2 separate regions of the Zea mays genome follow, and region 1 is linked to region 2. A link is a contact called in public Hi-C data. All regions are on one chromosome and are shown on one strand. The core of a region is the stretch at or near the end of the contact, and the rest is flanking DNA. Distances in the headings are between cores, read along the strand shown. Region 1 holds the start of LOC100191898. Region 2 holds the start of LOC100192590.

What was found. A called contact is a pair of places that touch in the nucleus more often than the background predicts.
Region 1: a contact with region 2 is called in a Hi-C map of ear, with 2.2 times the contacts expected there. The contact joins the promoter of LOC100191898 here to the promoter of LOC100192590 in region 2. A contact is called at or near these places in 2 of 25 Hi-C or Micro-C datasets (ear and endosperm).

The regions. Positions count from the first base shown.
Region 1 is chr6:37,451,838-37,454,537 of Zm-B73-REFERENCE-NAM-5.0, reverse strand. It overlaps LOC100191898, which reads right to left and starts at 1,405. Exons shown (of 23, transcript NM_001360691.1): 1 at 1,182-1,405; 2 at 309-514; 3 at 96-225. The coding sequence starts at 475.
Region 2 is chr6:37,145,579-37,148,278 of Zm-B73-REFERENCE-NAM-5.0, reverse strand. LOC100192590 reads left to right here and starts at 1,417. Exons shown (of 2, transcript NM_001348747.1): 1 at 1,417-1,633; 2 at 2,121-2,617. The coding sequence starts at 1,491. The coding sequence ends at 2,403.

The DNA.
Region 1 (2,700 bases), core at 156-2,655, 310 kb before region 2:
AGGTCAAAACACACAGAGATTAAGTAAACAAGACTAGGTAAATTCTAAGTATGAACGAAACAGTCAAGAAATTGCTCGACAAAGTGATATAATACCTTGTCGAAGGCAAATGTGCGATCAATCTGCTTATTGGCAATAATTTGAGTGGCGGCAACTTCCCGGCGACGGTCATTGCACGAAATAACCACAGGAGTATTCGACTTTGTTTCTTCATCACTCAACGGCCTGAATGTATCAAATCACACATTGTGATAACAAAAACAAAATTAGACAGAACTTTTAAGCTTTAACTACTGAGCCCTCTCCACCTGCATCTTAGAATGACTTGCACATTGACTCCTTTCTCCTTGTCACCTTTTGCGATGAGGTTGCTATTGGTATTTGTGCTGACATTGGCCTCCCCAGATCTCAATTCTCTTCCAGACTTCTCGGTCGATCTTGGCGATGGCGATGGAGGACAATTCTTCCTGTCCATCTCCAATTCTTTGAACAACAGCCCCGCCAATTTCAAATTCTGCGTTGAAGCTTAATGCTTAAAATACAGTTGCCAAATCCTCAAAGAGTTGAACTGAAAATAAAGCCAGACAATGTATAAGAATAAATAAAAAGACGTCAATTGGATGGGCCAGTTGTCAAATTTTGGCCTAGATCATGGGAGCAGCATGAAGAGACAGACAAATGCCGGACACTAGGAGCAAATGCAGAACAGACAACAGCATCGAGACAAACGCTATGCAGATGCAAATCTTGGAGAAACCCCAATGAGATATCCAGTGGTGGAGACTGAAGCAAATTGGGATACAATTGCAGCTGTTTAGCAGATCAAAATGAGATCTTTCGCGCTCTACGGAAGGGAAAAAATTGTCCAGAAGATTGGAATAATCAGAAACAAGGAGGCAACACGATATAAATAAACAGACAATCTGCGAGCACTTCAGAAATCCAGTCCAACAAGAGCGGATACTCGAAGAAAAAAAAAGTGGTATCTGCGGGTGCTTAATCAGCTGCCGAAATCAAGCCGAAAAACCTCAGACAGATCATGAAGACATCAAACTATCAAAGTGAGATCTTTCTCGCAGGAAGCCACATCAAACCCACTCTACCAGATGAAGATAAGGGGGGAAAGCAGTGGCTCTAAAAACACAACCACAGAGACGAATCAAGAAGCAGGGAGGGAGTACCACTGTCCCACACGCAGGCTGACCACCGAACTCTAGCACGAAGCAATGCGATCCAAAGCACCTCTTGGATTGGAGTAGGAGGGGTGTAGGACTAGGAGCAGGAGTAGTAGGTGGGGGGCAGCGGCAATGGCGATGGCGAGATCCAGGGAACAGGCCCCCCTGAGCTGCAGGCTGCAGCGCGGTGACTTCTAGAACAGCTCGTGGTCTCTATCAATGGCCTCCCTCCCTCGTCCCTCTCTCTCTCCAGCTTTTGCCTTTTATCTTTGCCTTTTGTTTGGAGGCAGCTCAATTCGTAACACCGACGCGCTCGAGCTTTCAACCATGTTTGTTTACTAAGCCGGCATGAGGGAGAGAGAGAGGGGGAAAAACAATTGGACACTGGACAGTAAATCCAGTTTTATTCTGTTGCCGTTACAGTAAGATTGAAGCGTCTCAATTTAATTTTGAAGTTACTTTCTACTCTGCTGTTAAAGATTTAATTAAAGCGCGGTGTTGAAGGATTCTGGTTTCTTCTTCTTGCAGGTGGCGTTCTCTTTCCTTTTTATCCACTTATAAACAAATAAGCTCATTGCTTCTGGGTAACAATTTTGTGGTTGAACTCTCTAAATCATGACGGAAATTGGCGTTACTGTATGAAAAAATATACATTCTCACGGCCGGGATTCATCACTTTTTTTTATCGGTCCATGGAGCAACTGTCTATTATACTAGCGGTCCTTTTGGTAGGTGCTGATTGGATTTGATTATTGCGTTGAGTGCTAAGGAGATCTATCCAAATGTACATGTCTTTTGTCCTGATTTGTTTATTGAATCACAGCGTAGTAGATTAGTGTACCGACTCTTCCCGGTGAGCTGTTAAGAATCAGTCTCAGGTTCGCTTTTGACCGGGTTTTGATGCGTTTTGACCAGGGTGCTCAAGGAAATACCATCAAGCAGCTTTGCTTAGGCGGTGATTCATGCTCGTTAACGCTTGTTTCATTAAAACAAAAATAAGTTACAAAATACACCACTACAAGAGATTAGTAGCACGTACTAAAAAAAACCCACCTACGAAAGGGTTAGGCCACATCCAACGCTGCCATGCACAAGTCCCCCACTTAGTGTTTATTTGGTTAGGGTAGATCAAAGGAGATTTAGGCCATGTTCGTTTACGCCATCTCAAATCAAACCACATGGGACATTCCGGTCGGGTACAATCTCTATTCATAGAGAAACACATGCTCGTGATTTTATTCTGACTTTTCCTTACCACACGGTTCAGAAAATAACCGACGAGTCCAACATGGAAGAAACTCATGTCTCACAAACTAGCGACACGCGAGATGACACAGATATACGGTGATGCAGTGGCAACGAGTTAAACCCACAAGGGGACTGAGTGGCAGCGAGAGTGCGTGGATATCCCATGTGGTTTGAGATGGCCTAAATGAACAAGTTCTTAGAGCTTGTTTGGTTAGGGGTGGATTGAGGGGATTGGAGGGGATTACTTTTTTTTCTATTTAAAATTGTATAGAAGGGG
Region 2 (2,700 bases), core at 168-2,667:
TCAAACCCCTCCAAGGCTCCAACAGCCCACCCCACCCCACACCCCACATGGGGGGAGAGAGGAAACTCCCCTCATATATGGGGTGAGTTTCAATCTCCCCCACACTTCAATTACTCTATTTTTTGTGATATTAACCTCTTTTAATTACGGTAACCTAAAAACAATGTGTATTAGGCAATACAAATAGTCTATGATTTTTTTAAACTTCAAAAAGATGAAAAAAGTCAAATAACTGAATTATAGTATATATGGGGAGACTGTCTTGGATGTGGGGGAGTATCTTTTAAGCTGATGTAGTAAATATAATAGAAAGTACAGATAGAGGGAGAATTGTGTGTGTGTGTGTGTGGCGGGGGTTGGAGATGGACTAAATTACTTGAGAATATTTCTCTCTTCTATTAATATATTTGCTTGGCAGATGCCCTGTCAGCAATTTTTGGGGAGAAAAGATTACTTTGAGAATATATGCAGTGTTACCAACGCATGGTGACACCCGTAAATTTGCACAAAAAAATCATCCAAAGATATGGATGGATGGATATAGCACGCAGGCATCTATCGTCATGCAAAACTTTAAGTTGAACAGAAAGTTGCGCAAGGAGAAACAAAACAGAGACAATTTTTTTCTCCCACAACCTTAAGTTTTGTGTTGGCAGTTTGGCACTTATACTTTATCATAGTTGCTGCTAGTAACAGTTACTGCGATTTCTTAGTCCACACTTAGGACTGTATTGCATCTAGTTTACTTTGAGAACATCTCCGGTGCTACCGTGGTACCAACGCCCGGTAGCATCCAACAATATGGATGGCAAAGACTTTTTTCTAGAACACAAACATGTTGGAGAGCTGCACATCTTTGCATTAAAAAAATGAAAATGAGGGTAAAGATCCCCAATTTCATTTTAGTATAAATTTATGCAAGAGGAGGATGGGTTTTGGCATAGTGGTGGGAAGCCTTCCCATTCAGCCAAAGGTCCTGCATTCGACGCAGCCTCTTTGCAAAATGCTCTCTGCAAAATGTAAGGGGAAACAAAATAGAGAAATCGCCATGTGAATAGCTGCAGGTATTTCTCTTTCTTGTTTCTCCTTACACTAGTTTTTTTCTTCATCATCAAATTTTGCATCAGAACCATGGTACGAGCCATTGGCAATTTTGCCATTATCATATGTGGGCTTCGTCATTATACCATCGGACCCACAAATCAGAGACACAGATGGTCCAACCAGTCATAGACAAGGGATGACATAATAACAGACAACCAAAATTGAGAGTAGCAAAATAACAAATTTCTCTAGTACCTCTATAGGAAAAATGTCATATAGTTATGACACAGCACATAACTTACGATTTCAACCAATATTAGTCGCTATGATTTTTTATAACCATGCTTGTAACTTTTACACCGTCTTTGCTGCAGCCTGCTTCCGGGACTCCTATCCTAGGAAAGGATGTCGTCATCTGCACGTTTCCAAGTGATCCGACTCTTGCGATGGGGAGCCTGTCCATTGTGGCACTTGTGGTAGCTGCCATCGTAGGCCATGTTGCCATCTTCTTTCCATACTCGGGCAAGTCAGTTCCTCGTGGAGCGCTGTTTCAAAGCACCAGCTTGACAGTGTTCTTTGTTGTTGCTGAGTGAGTATCCTTTCAGCTATATGACTTTTCAGAGTCCCATGTGCTCTGGAAACAATATGCCCTGTGTTCTTATGTTTTCTTTTGTGTGGTTCACTTGTCTGGCCCTTCTATCATTTGGGATACTGAGCTGCAATCTGACCCATCTAAGTTTTGCACTCCAGAATTGTTCTCTTTCCTGGACCTGGAATCTTTTAATTTGTTCTGTAATGCTAATATTTAGAATTTCCCCTCTAGAAGATCACAGAGAACTAACTATATTTATCATGTTAATCGGCGTTAATAATCACACTTAAATCTTGCCTCATGATTTTTTTACACTGATGATTTCGCTATGAGGTGCCAATATTTTTGGTTCCATTAGTGCCACTGTACAACTTTTTTGAGTGAGTACACTGTGTGTGCACCATGCTATTTTCTGCACTTACTCTTTTTTTTGTAGTAATAAAGATGCACATTGTTGATTCTGTTCCCCTTTATGTGAAATCAGGCTTGTCTCAGCCCTGGCTCTTGCAATGTCGCTGTGGGCAACTGTCACCGAGGGTCTTCACCGCAGCAAGAACATCCACCACGACATGGACTACCAGTGCCCTACTGCCAAGACCGGCCTGTTCGGCGGCGCCGCTTTCCTCGCCCTTGACGCTGCTCTCTTCTGGCTTGTTTGCCAGATGCTGGCCCTCAATGCAAGGGCTGACTACCTTGACGAGGATGACGGCAAGGGAGAATATGGCCAGATTTATGCTGCTCAAGTCGATGATGGCTCGAAGGTCTGAGCCTATGTGGTCATGCTCGGCAGGGTTCTATGATTAGTGTCATTTGGCTACATTATGCCATCAACAAAGTCGCTTTAGCTCTCAGTAAATTTGTATATAAGTTGCAAAGTCTTACATAAGGCTGGTGGTTATTGCACTTTCGTGTTTCAGTGTGATCGATAAACAGTATCTCAGTACAATCGGTTTGCTATGCCCCTTGGCGAACTTGTCCTTGAGTTTTCTGGTGTCTGAATGGCACTATAATATAATATACTCCCTCTGTTCCAAAATAGTAGTCGTTTTAGTTTTTGGTTTTAT